2 separate regions of the Sus scrofa genome follow, and region 1 is linked to region 2. A link is a contact called in public HiChIP or PLAC-seq data. All regions are on one chromosome and are shown on one strand. Each heading gives the region's core, a stretch centred on a gene start, on an enhancer-like site or on the middle of the called end of the contact. The rest is flanking DNA. Distances are from core to core; before and after follow the strand shown.

Region 1 (6,430 bases), core at 480-2,979, 97 kb after region 2:
CACCCCACCCCCGCAGGGCAGGGTGCCCTTTGCGGTGCCTGACAAAGTCCTGTGGCCGCAGCTGTGCGAGGCGCTCAACATGAAATTCAAGGCCGAGGTGCAGAGCAACCGGGGCCTGACCAAGGAGAACCTCGTGTTCCTGGCGCAGAAGCTCTTCAACAGCAGCAGCAGCCATCTGGAGGACTACAGCGGCATGTCTGTGTCCTGGTCCCAGTTCAACAGGGTGAGGGCCCCCGCCTGCTGCAATCAGATCAGCCCCTCCAGGCCAGACCCCTCGGGAGCATCCCTGCCCCGGGCCCCCGTTCCTCATGCCTCTAATACACCATGCCCACGGTAATAGGAAGCCTCTGAAAGCCACATGCTTTGTGTGTGTGTGTGTAGAAAATTTTGTGCTTGAATATTTAAGCAAACGGCTTTGCATGCATTTTCTTCCTTTGTAAAGGAAACAGCAAAGCAAATGATCACATAACTCATGAGAAGTAAAGCTTTGGTGATGCTCAGAACTCCATGGCTCAGTCCCCTTGACTCTCTGAGGCTCCTTGAGTGTAATGCAAAGTCAGACTCCCATGGGGCCCTCAGCCCTCAAAAGAGGGTGCCAATGAAGGCCACATTTCCTCTAGCCTCAGGCAGTTCAGATGCCACCTGTCACATCTTCGATTTTAAATTGAACGTTTGTGTCTTTGCATCCATGGCCACCCCCGTGTTTTAAGTGCCCCAGTTCAAAGATCTCATAGTCTCTGAGTCTAACTCTTTTAAATGGCTGTGTGTTAACCAGCTAGCCAACAGGTTTGCTGGTAGTCAGAGGAGGTTCGATAGGGGAAGCAGGAGGCCTTGGTAGTCTGTCTTTTCCGTTGCAGAATCATGCCTTCCAGCAGAATCAGATAACTGCACTTTGCTGATAATTATTGCAGCAGCTGTATGATGGCGTGTTCTCTGTGGCCTCACAGTGTGATCTAGTCCAGTTCAAATTTACACATCACCTGGGCAGCTTGTTAAGGCGCAGGCTCAGCTTCAGCAGGTCTGAAATGGGGCTTGATATTTTGCGTTTCCCAGAGGCTCCCTGGCAACGCTGCCGCTGCGGGTCACAGACCACACATCAAAAACAGTAAAGGAGGGGGCCCAGTCTTTAGGGCCTTAGCCTCCTGTGACCCTCTTATGCCTGTCAAAGCAATAAAGCTATTCTTTTCTCCTTTGCTCCGCCCCCCCCCCCCAAAAGCAAAGAACAAGTCAGTCCAGATGCAGGGGCAAGTGTTTGTAGCCGAGATCCACGGACTGTTGGTAACTGCTCTGTGGTATTTCCCCCTTCTTCTGTCTTTTCCTCTCTATCCTGGTTTTTTTTTTTTTTTTGGTTGTAGGACCACTTGATCAAACTCAGGCAGGCGTGTATATTTCTATGATTCTGACAGTGTAGATGTTATTTTCCCTTTAATTTCACCAGTTAAAGTCTATACGGGTAATATCCTGAGGGTTCCTTCTGCCTATTTGTATTCATTTGTTGTCTCTCCAACCAGGAAAATTTACCAGGACGGAATTACACTTTCTGGCAGTGGTTTGATGGCGTGATGGAAGTGTTAAAAAAACATCTCAAGCCTCATTGGAACGATGGGTGAGAATCCTTTCTTAAGTTAGCAGTAGAGTTAGGAAGATGATCTTTCCGGCATTAAAACATCCCACTCTGCTTCTGCTCCTTTGGCATTTCTGATCCAGGGCTATTTTGGGTTTCGTGAACAAGCAACAGGCCCATGACCTACTCATTAACAAGCCCGACGGGACTTTCCTGCTGAGGTTCAGTGACTCTGAAATTGGTGGCATCACCATTGCTTGGAAGTTTGATTCTCGTGAGTGCCCCTCCCTTTTTTAAGACATATCTTGGCTCTCGTTAGCTGCTTTTGTTGCAAAATTACTTTAAGAAACAAGTTATTGAGTACATATTATTCTTTGGGGCCAGTGCTAATTATGGGAAGCACAAATGTATAACCATGACACAGCTGCAGCCTGTGTAAAATCTTCTGGGAAACAGTTACTAGTTTTGAGAAACACAAATGTACAAGGGGACATGGCCACCTGTAATGCAGCGCCCTGTCCCAAATCTCAGCTGCTTCTCATTTGAAATATTTGCCTTCTTATCACTCAACTTTGAACTTACTCCAGTAAAGAATTACTTTGTTGTTTGGAGTTGTTAAAGTGGAATAATATGCTATTTGAATCATTCCTTTATCCTATTATAAGAATATTGCCATTGGAGTTCCCATTGTGGCTCAGGTTAAGAATCTGACTAGTTGTGGTCCCATCATGGCTCAGTGGTTAACGAACCCAACTAGTATCCATGAGGACATGGTTCGATCCCTGGCCTTGCTCAGTGGGATAAGGATCCAGCATTGCCCTGAGCTGTGGTATAGATCGCAGATACGGCTCGGATCCCGTTACTGTGGCTGTGGTATATGCGAGCAGCTACAGCTCCCATTCAACCCCTAGTCTGGGAACTTCTATATACTGCCATGTGGCCTTAAAAAGAAAAATATATATATATGTTAATAGTTTTGAATAACTCTCACATATCTGCTGGCTGTGGATATGCTTTCTTTCTCTCTTACATACTTTTGTACAGGGAGTCAGGGACTGGAGCCAGCAAGCTATCTCTTCTAGAGAGAGACAGAATACTCTTTGAACTTGAAACTCCCTGAGATCATTAAATCTCTAGGGAAGTGGTATATGCATTACCTGCTTATAGTAATGAAAGTCTACCCATAACTTTTTTTTTTTTTTTTTTTTTTTTTTTTTTTGCTTTTTATGGTGTGGCATATGGAGGTTCCCAGGCTAGGGGTCAAATTGGAGCTGTATCCGCCAGCCTACACCACAGCCACAGCAACGCAGGATCCAAGCCACATCTGCAACCTACACCCCAGTTCCCAGCAACGCCAGATCCTTAACCCACTGAGGCCAGGAATCAAATCTGAGTCCTCATGAATGCTAGTCAGATTCGTTTCTACTGAGCCATGATGGGAACGCCCATGTTTATTTTTTTAATGGAGATTTTTATTGGAACAGTTTTAATGGAGAGCTATATTTGTAGTATATTTGGGTTTTAAGATTTCCTGTTCAGAGACCATATTTAGACTATGATTATTCTGTTTACTGATCTAGAGGAAAGAATGTTTTGGAATCTGATGCCTTTTACCACCAGAGACTTCTCTATCCGGTCCCTGGCAGACCGCTTGGGAGACCTGAATTACCTTATCTACGTGTTTCCTGATCGGCCAAAGGATGAAGTGTACTCCAAATATTACACCCCAGTTCCATGCGAGCCTGCCACCGGTAACAATGTTCGCATTCTGATTTGGTTTTGTTGTGATTTTGGTTTTGTTTTAGGTGTGTGTGTGTCTGTCTGTCTGGCATGAAAACCTGACAATTAACAATAACAACAATAACAAAAAAACCCACTCGTTACCATTTGGTCATTATCCAGGGCAAAGGTAAAACCTGGGCTCTATTTTTCTATCCCACAAAAAGCACATCTGCCACCAACCCCAAATATCAAATTGAAGGTAACAGATTGCTTTCAATACAAGCTTAAATCAAACATAAATAGGGGAGTTCCTGCTGTGGCACAACAGGATCAGCAGCATCTTGGGAGTGGTAAGACGCGGGTTCGATCCCCGGCCCGGCACCCCTGGGTTAAGGATCTGCCATTGCTGCAGCTGTGGCTTAGGTCACAGCTGTGGCTCAGATCTGATCCCTGGCCCAGAAACTCCATATGCCTCAGGGGTGGCCAAAAAAAGAAAAAATAAATAGGAAGATAAAATTTTTGTTTTTCAAAACAGAGATAGTTTTATTTTCTGAGCATAAAAGTATTACGTATTTATTGTAAAATTTCCAGAAAAGTATAGAAAAGAAAATAGATATCATACAGCAGTCTCTCCTCTCATCAACATAAGCAGTTCAGGAGTTCCCTGGTGGCACAGCAGGTTAAGGATCCGGTGTGGTCACTGTTATGGTTCAAGTTCAGTCCCTGGCCAGGGAACGTCCACATTCCACAGGCCCGACCAAAAAAAAAAAAAAAAAAAAGCCAAAAAATATGCAGCTCATTGAGTGTTCTCCCAGTCATTTGGTATGTGTTCTGCAGAGTTGCCAGAAGCTTCATAAGTACTTCCTGTGTGGGAATTACAGTCTAAGAGCAGAAAGAAGAGGGTAGACAAGCAAACAAATAAGTGTTTCCGTTTAGTGGTGGATGCTATGAAAGTACAGAAGGTGAAGGGATTGAGAAATGGAGGACAGGAGGGTGGCACTTCACTGAGTGCTGGGAAAGCTTCCCCAGGGAGGCGATGTCAGAATCGACCTGCCTGAGGCAAGAAAGCCACACCAATCTAGAGAGAACATCCTAGGCTGAGAGAACAAGAGCAGAACCCTGAGACGGGCGTGGGGTTGTTTAGGAAACCTCGCGAGGATGAGGGAGGCTGGAGCTGGGCGAGCAGGGGAGAAAGTGGTGGGACAGGAGAGCAGAGCAGTGGGAGGGACCAGGTTGGGCTAGGGGTGGGGTTTGGGTCATACCACACATCCACGATGTTCAGGAAGTGATTAGGTTTTCACTTTAAAATATATCACGGGCAGGAGTTCCCAAGGTGGTTCAGTGGTAATGAACCCAACTAGTATCCATGAGGGGGCGGGTTTGACCCCTGGCCTCGCTCAGTGGATTAACCAGCATTGCTGTGGCTGTGGTGTAGGCCGGCAACTACAGCTCCCATTCGACCCGAGCCTGAGAACCTCCATATGCTGTGAGTACAGCCCTAGGGAAAAAAAAGAATCACAGGCAGAGTTGCAGTTTAGTAAATATAATCCTAAAACATCATTTTAACAACTGCATAGAATTCCATTATGATTCTATATTGGTTGTATAAGATACTTAAAATTTAAGTTAGTCACAGTTTTTTGTCATGGTCAATATTGAAATAACTTGGTACATGCACCTTGTTTATTTCCATAGGACAAATTCCTAAAGTAGAATTTGTGTCAAAGGGTATATAATTTTTGGAGTTCCCATCGTGGCACAGCAAAAACAAATCCGACTAGGAACCATGAGGTGGCGGGTTCAATCCTTGGCCTTGTTCAGTGGGTTGAGGAGCCAGCGTTGCCGTGAGCTGTGGTGTAGGTCGCAGACACAGCTTGAATCTGTCATTGCTGGGCTGTGGCGTAGACCGGCAGCTACAGCTCCAATTAGACCCCTAGTCTGGAAACCTCCATATGCCGCGAGTGCGGCCCTCAAAAGACAAAAGACAAAAAAGAAAAGTATAATTTTTGAGCATTTTGACACATCTTTCCAGAATTGCCCTCCAGAAAGTGGAATCTGTTTTCACTCCCACAGACATCTGTTTGAGTGTTGCTTCTTCATCCTCCTGCCAGTCACAGAATCTCTTCACCAGTTTCATGTTTGCCAGTCTGAATGGCATAAAAATTATATCTTAGTTCTTATTTTCCTTTCTTTGATTCTAGGTAAGGTCAAAACATCTTGTCATATAATGATAATGACAACAACAACAAAAAGAGTAATAATATCGGCTAACACTGCTGACTGCTTCCTTATGTCCCAGGCACTCTTCTGAGCACATTTCAAATACTGTCCCATTTAATCCTCAAAACAAGTCTGTCAAGTAGGTACTATTACCATCTCCTGGAGGAGCAGAGAAGTGAAATACTTTGCCAGAGGTCTCACAGCTGGGAAGAGGCCAAGCCAGAGTTTGAGCTCAAACAATCTAGCCTGTATGTCTTAACCTTCACATTACTTTTTTTTTTTTTTAACAGCTGCACCCGCGGCATATGGAAGTTCCCAGGCTAGGGGTCAAATCAGAGCTGCAGACGCCAGCCACACACAATGCTGGATCCTTAACCCACTGAGCAAGTCCAGAGATCGAACTGGCATCCTCGTGGATACTATGTTGGGTTCTTAACCCACTGAGCCAGAATGGGAACGCCAACCTTCACATTATTGACCATTTGTATTTTTTCCATGAAGTGCATTCATTTCCTTGCTTTTTTTTTTTTGAGTTCCTTTTTTCTTAATAATATGCAAGTATTTTTATGTAATAAATAAACCCTTTATTATATATTGCAGATTTTTCTCAGTGTGTCACTGTTCCTTTAACACTTAGGGTGTTTTTTTGTTTTTTGTTTTTTCCTGAAGTGCAAAGACGTGTTTTCCCTATAGCCCAATCTATCCATCTTTTTCCTTTCATAGAATCTGGTTTTTTGCCTTCCCGTCTGCTTATATTTCTTGGTGGGAAAATAAGCCAAAATATTTTTAGATTTCTGTGGTGTTTGGTATGAAACCTACCACTGCTTCTTTTCGTTAGCACAGCTGATTTAGATTTTTAAATCCTATTTTTACAGCATCTCTTTGTTTTTTATCTTTTCTGCCCTTCTGTAAAATTCTCTGTAG
Region 2 (6,734 bases), core at 2,415-4,914:
TCCCTAGAACGTGAACTTTTTCACCAAGCCCCCGATCGGAACGTGGGATCAAGTGGCCGAGGTGCTGAGCTGGCAGTTCTCTTCCACCACCAAGCGAGGGCTGAGCATCGAGCAGTTGAGCACGCTGGCAGAGAAACTCCTAGGTCAGCTCTTTGCCTCCTTTCTCTCCCGCCTTCCTCTGAAAAGGAATCCCGCCCCTGGAGCTGGTCCTTTAGGAGTGTTTGGGTTGCTGAGCAAGGTGCTGTGCCCGGGGCCAGAAAACCTGCTCCGGCAGGTAGGGAGTCAGGATGCAGAGGAGGCCAGCATCCTGGTGATCATTTCTATGAGGCGGGAGGCAGATTTCTTGGTAGCTGTGTCCCTCATCCTTTCAGGGGACCACTTTCCCTTTGTCCGACCCTAGGAAGGTGTTTGAAGTATGTGTTAGAAGGCAGAGCTCCGGGTTTGGCAGCCCTGTCCGTTTCTTCAAGAACCTGTAGGCTCGTTTTTCATTTTCTCCCCTGGGAAAAAAAATTGGTAGAATGTATTTTACATGCTACCTGTGCTTTGTCCTGTGCTGCCACCAAATGTGACCCTGTAATGCCATCTGTCAGCACCTTAGTGCTGCTGGTCCCCAGACCACCACTCGAAGCTGGGAAGTGCAGCAGGGACATGATGGATCGTCCCCTCGCTCTGCTGGGCTAAACAGCTCCTCGGGGGTGGGGGTGTCAAATGATGGGGTCTGGGAGCAGGTGGGCACACAGTGGTGGCAGCATTCAAATACATGAAAACCAGTGGTTTCAGAGTTCCCTGGCAGGCTAGCAGTTAAGGATCTGGCGTTGTCATTATGCCTTGCGTTCAACCCCTGGCCTGGGAACTTCCACGGCCAGAAAAAAAAAAAACCCACAAAAACACCTAATGGTTTCACGGCACAGTGGGACAGATGTGTATGAGTGTGTTCGTATGAAGGAATGAGATCTTGATTCAAAGTCGAAAATTATACTACTTTATTATTATTTTTTCCCTTCAGGACCTGGTGTGAACTATTCAGGGTGTCAGATCACGTGGGCTAAGTTTTGCAAAGTAAGCAACTGTGTGAATTAGGGGAGGGGGAGGGGTGCACACCTGCGGGGTCTCAGAAGGCTGGGGGGGCACCCAAGGGTAGGTGCGCCTGAGGTTTTGCTGGCACCTCGCCCCGCGGAAGGGACAGCCTGGGATGGTTGAGGGACTTGGTTTTCCTGTTATTCTTTTCTCCAGGAAAACATGGCTGGCAAGGGCTTCTCCTTCTGGGTCTGGCTGGACAATATCATTGACCTTGTGAAAAAGTACATCCTGGCCCTTTGGAATGAAGGGTAGGTCGAAACACAAGTCTGGCAGCGTACACAGGTGTGACAAGTCCCCCACTCTTCCAGCAGGCTGGTGGCAGAGGAACCCTCAGCCCAAACCTTGTTGTCTTCCAGGTACATAATGGGCTTTATCAGTAAGGAGAGGGAGCGGGCCATCTTGAGCACCAAGCCCCCAGGCACCTTCCTGCTGAGATTCAGTGAAAGCAGCAAAGAAGGAGGAGTCACCTTCACTTGGGTGGAGAAGGACATCAGCGGTAAGCTGGGCTGGTCCCCACCCACCTGGTAGCTTATGGGTGGCTGCTGCCTTGACTGCTGCTAGTGTCAGGCACCTGCTGCCCCCTGGTGGTCAGAAATGGCCTCAACCCGCTGCCTTAGGCTTGGGAAACACATTTGAGTGACTTTTCTCCAACTTCTGCCAGCTGGAGGGTCGGTTTGCCATTTCATTTCACTTGGTCCAGGAGCTAATATTTGCCTAGAAATTTGCAACTTAAATTTTCTTCATCTCCTTTTTACTTCCCCTGTTAACATAGCTTATGTAAGTGATGATTCAAGTGTATTAACCTGTGACCCAACTGGATCGCTTCTCTCAAAGCCAGCTGGACATTTCCACAGTGCCAGGTGACTGGGAAAGCTATTCAGGGCCTCAGGCACTAGGTTGGCATAAGTCTGTCCCCCTTGCGGGAAAAAATAAATCCCATAGTTTTCTTGGAGCTCACCTAGTCTTTGCCTCCCATATCCCATGGCAGGTAAGACCCAGATCCAGTCGGTGGAACCGTACACCAAGCAGCAGCTCAACAACATGTCGTTTGCTGAAATCATCATGGGCTATAAGATCATGGATGCTACCAACATCCTCGTGTCTCCGCTGGTCTACCTCTACCCTGACATTCCAAAGGAGAGGCGTTTGGAAAGTATTGTCGGCCAGAGAGCCAGGAGCATCCCGAAGCTGACCCAGGTAGTTGTTGATTTTCCGCAATAGGCATTTCATTCCGGGGAAAAGCAGGAAATGGTAGGATCCTTGGAGGATGGGATGGGTCAATGCCTGAAGAACCTGGTCATCTTTATTCCTCTTTTGGGGAAAGAACTCTGTAGTGAGTGCTTTTGGGGGGTGGCTGATGGCACAGGGAGCCCCATCTAAAGGGGGAGACTGCATGCAACACCCAGGCATTCCTCAGACACTGCCGAGAGGAAGTTCCCATTGTGGCTCAGTGGTAATGAGCCCAGCTAGGATCCACGAGGATGTGGGTTTGATCCCTGGCCTTGCTCAGTGGGTTAAGGATCCAGCGTCAGCATGAGCTGTGGTGTAGTTCGGCAGCTGTAGCTCCAATGTGATCCCTAGCTGGGAAACCTCCATATGCTGCAGGTTCGGGCCTAAAAAAGAAAAAAGAAAACATGGCAGAGAGAATTCGGGGACAGGATTCTTTGGTAACAGGACGCCCAGCCAGTGCAGCGCTTCTTACCTAGCAGAGGCTAGAAGGTTTGCAACTCAGACTTTAGTCTAGTGTGTTTCCTTTTCCCGATCACTGAACAATGTAGGCAGCATCAGGTGGGACAAAGAAAGGCCTTCTGGAGGAAATGAGTGTTAGCAGCCTTGGAACACGGTTTGAGAGCAGAATCTCGGGAGAGGGGTAATTGAAGGGGCAGATGGCAACGGGTGGGAGGGGCATGGAATTGCTACCTTGGACATGCAGCTGTCGAAAATAAGGTTTTCTTAGGGAGGTCCCTGGTGGTCTAGTGGTTCGGACTCAGGGCTTTCACCACTGTGGCTGGGTTCAAGCCCCGGTCTGGGCACTGAGATCCACACCAAGCTGCTGCACGCCATGGCCACGCAAAAGGGGAAATTGGTTTTTTTTTTTTAACGTGCAAGAGCACATTCATGTGCTTGTGTAAGTTATACATAAATGGTTTCACACGTTTAAACCCGTGTGAGCTCTGGCACCATCCTCAGTGTGGAGGGCAGAGCCCTCTAGTCTATTCTCGGTTCTGTTTGGAGCTCAGATCTGGGTTCTCTGTCTGGATCCTGACGAGGAGACGATAATTGGCCATTGTTTTTATTAACTTCTCTTCATCTTCTCTTACCGTGACCCTCGGAGGTTGGCCGTCCCGGCCCTGGCTGCTTTTGAAAAACCTTGGTTTTGTACCAATAGCTCTCACACACACACCCAGCAGCCTCCTTCCCACTTCTTCATGGGCATTCCCTCTGAGGAGCCTCGGGCTGAGCAGAATGAGCCTTGGCGGAGGGAACTGGAGCTAACAGGCGACTGACTCTCTTTTTTCCTTTGTTCTGGGGCCACGTCTCGGTCACAAGGGCACTTCCCGTCTGCCGCTTATCTCGCCTTGCACGCTGCGCTTCGGTTGGGAGATCTGTTTATCAGCCCCTGTCACCCTGCCCTGTGCCTTCTGCGGAAGGCACTTGGGTCCACGTGCTGGTCCTCGGACTGACGTGGCTTTCAGGGCCCACGCTCCCGGTCTGAGGCTGCGCCCCCCCATTCGTGGCCACCCCTCCTGTGTGACTGGGAGGCAAGGCCCTTTCCTGCCTGGACGCATCAGTGTTTCCTCGGGGCCGAGGCCGCCCTCAGGGCCCGGGGTGTGGTGTGAGGTGTGAGGTGTGGGGTCCTCCAGGGCTGAGCGTGCAACCCCTTCCTCGGGTTCCATCGTGGAGGTTTGAGCGTCTCTAGAAGGTGGATTATCTTCCCAGGACTCTTCCCTCCTCTTCACTCAGTATTTCCTCATGGCTTGAGGGAGAGAGTCCCCAAGAGAAATGACACATCCCTTATCTTACAAATTAGATAAAGGACATTTACGACCTGGTACGGAGCCATAAAGCAGCTTTTTCGTCTTCGTTCTCCTTTGCTTCTCCATCTTCGTTCTCCTTTGCTTCTCCCTTGGCAGCTCAGGCCAAAGCTGTTTTGTCTCAGCACCATTGCTCACTGGGGGAATTAAAACCTTTTCTGTCTTGGGCCCCTCCGTCCTGGGCCCAAGTGGATTTATAAGACACCAGAACCCTGCCTCAGTAGCTTCTTTGGATTTTGTACTGAGTTAATCTGTTTCTTGGCCAAAAATAAACACAGACGGCGGTCTCAGGGCCCCTTGGCGACGCTTTTTCTCAGGCTGTCGTACTTTCTGATCCCTCAGCCTCCCAGTAAGCCCCAAGCTTGATAACCGTGCTTCTCTCAGCCCACCCCACCCCGCCACCTGCCTGCTAAGTCCCATGTTCCCCCAAAGCCTCCCAGTCCCATGCCACTGTCTCCAGGGTTCCTTGAGCTCTTAGCATCAGCATTTAGCCCTTAATTTCACTTGTTTCAGTCCTCACATTTCTAACTCTCCTGTGAATAAGGATACTAAATGGCAGAGATGGGCTTCTCCCTCCTACACATGAGAGAGGAAGGGCCTTGCCGAGACCCCTTAGCCGCTGAAGAGAGAATGAGGCCTGGGCCTCCTGTCTGCCAGACCAGAGCCGATTGCTCCACGCGACAGCCTCCCTGTGGAGGGGCTCTTCTGGGTGATGCAGTTGTCCAGCAGGGGCCTTTCTAATCCCCTCACCTGACAATGCCATAGGGACAGACAAGTCCTGAAAGGAACAGAAACTGTCGTCGCCCCCCCCCCCCACCTCCCCCAGCTTCGGCACTGCATTAACCCTTTCCACCTGCTCTTCACCGCTGCGGTACCTGAGCAAGACATGGTGCCCCGACGACGTGGGCTCAGCCCTGCATGAGGAGAAGTTATCTAAGAGATACAGCCAGGCCAGAACCTAATCCTCAGACCACACGCAAGCAGTTAAACTCTTTACCTGAGCTGAGGGAGGGAGGAACACCCGGCCGCCCCTCCTCTGGGCTCGGGGACAAGGTGCCAAAGCGTCTGGGACATCAAAGCGTGTACAGGGAGGGCGGGCAGGTGAGCTTCCTCCGAGGGAAATGGGAGTTCCAGACAATCTCTGGTCCAGGATGGAGTGAGTTTCAGGTCAGCATTGGGGAAAGGCTTCCTCCTGCCCGGGACCCAGGGTGGAGTCAGAATCAGTGAGCCTGAGTTTTCTCCTTCCCAGGTGCTGCCCCATACCTGAAGACCAAGTTCATCTGTGTGACACCGTAAGTGGCTTCTCTTCCTGATTTTGCCTTCATTTCTAACGTCCTCAATTACCCCTGGGAACAGGCCACTGGGTGAGAGAACTCTGGTGAGGGGTTGGAACCCTCGGAGCTATGGTCGGTATTCAAAGTGACCTGGTGTGTTTAAAAAGCTTGAGCTTGTATTTTTTTTGTTTTTTTTTTGTTTTTCTTTTGGAGACCAGAGTTTGATGAGCTTGTGTGTGTGTGTTCTGTTCTTCTTTTTTTTTTTCCTCCATTGTGTCTTGTCAACCCGGCCCTTTCCGCTCCTACTGCTCCCCGTTTCCTACAGAACGACCTGCAGCAATACCATTGACCTGCCGATGTCCCCCCGCACTTTAGATTCATTGATGCAGTTTGGAAATAATGGTGAAGGTGCTGAGCCCTCAGCAGGAGGGCAGTTTGGTGAGTATCCACTTGTCCCTGTGATGCTCCCGCTTACAGAGCCGAGCTGGGCACCTGGATTGGGAGCAGGTGTTTCAAGCAGCGCTTTCCCATAGAAACGGCACGCATGCCCCCTGCGGGTGTCCATTTCCTAGTAGCTGCGTTAAAAACAGTAAAAAGGAACAGGTGAGGTTCATTTTAAGAATGTATTTTCTGTAGCCCAGTAAATCCAAAATAGTAGTAGCACTTCCACATATTCCAAAAAAATGACGTTTTTCCTTTTTTTTTTTTTTTGCTTTTTAGGACCACACCTGCGGCATATGGAAGTTCCCAGGCTAGGAGTCTGAATCGGAGCTACAGCTGCCAGCCTACACCACAGCTCACAGCAACGCCAGATCCTTAACCACTGAGCAAGCCCAGGGATCGAACCCACATCCTCATGGATACTTGTCGGGTTTGTAACCCACTGAGCCACAATAGGAACTCCCTGAATGAGGGTTTTTTATTTTTTGTCTTTTGTCATTTTAGGGCCGCACCTGGGGCATGTGGCGGTTCCCAGGCCAGGGGTCTAATCGGAGCTGCAGCCTCCAGCCTGTGACACAGCCACAGCAACACAGAATCCAAGCCATGTCTTCGACCTACACCACAGCTCACGGCAATGCCAGAACCTTAACCCACGGAGCGAGGCCAGGGATCGAACGCTCAACCTCATGGTTTCTAGTCAGATTCGTTTCCGCTGTGCCACTACGGGAACTCCTTTTTTTTTTTTTTTTTTCCTCACTAAGCCTTTGAAACCCACTGGGTGTTTTACAGCCACCGCCCCTCTCAGTTTGGACTGGTCACATCTCAGGTGGCTCCAGGCTGCTGCATTCCACAGGGCAGCCTTAGATCTTCTGTAAACATGGAGAGTTGGGAATGAATTAAGGTA

What was found. HiChIP or PLAC-seq counts read pairs in DNA pulled down with a chosen protein or histone mark.
Region 1: a contact with region 2 is called in an H3K27ac HiChIP or PLAC-seq map of skeletal muscle. The contact joins two enhancer-like sites. A contact is called at or near these places in 3 of 47 Hi-C or Micro-C datasets (blood, embryonic fibroblasts and skeletal muscle) and 1 of 2 datasets of contacts at active chromatin or transcription factors (skeletal muscle).

Annotation. Positions count from the first base shown.
Region 1 is chr12:20,562,947-20,569,376 of Sscrofa11.1, forward strand. It overlaps STAT5B (signal transducer and activator of transcription 5B), which reads left to right. Exons shown (of 18, transcript NM_214168.1): 12 at 17-223; 13 at 1,512-1,606; 14 at 1,708-1,838; 15 at 3,145-3,315. Among named protein-coding and RNA genes, the nearest start is that of GHDC, 15 kb to the right of the region's middle. Within about 2 kb of position 1,730, at least 2 of the 83 cell types and tissues checked have an H3K27ac peak or open chromatin away from gene starts, as enhancers often do. A contact at or near this core is called in skeletal muscle, where this site is marked.
Region 2 is chr12:20,464,062-20,470,795 of Sscrofa11.1, forward strand. It overlaps STAT3 (signal transducer and activator of transcription 3), which reads left to right. Exons shown (of 25, transcript NM_001044580.1): 17 at 8-143; 18 at 1,007-1,059; 19 at 1,234-1,328; 20 at 1,437-1,576; 21 at 2,069-2,217; 22 at 2,220-2,280; 23 at 5,365-5,407; 24 at 5,715-5,827. Among named protein-coding and RNA genes, the nearest start is that of STAT5A, 31 kb to the right of the region's middle. Within about 2 kb of position 3,665, at least 14 of the 83 cell types and tissues checked have an H3K27ac peak or open chromatin away from gene starts, as enhancers often do. A contact at or near this core is called in skeletal muscle, where this site is marked.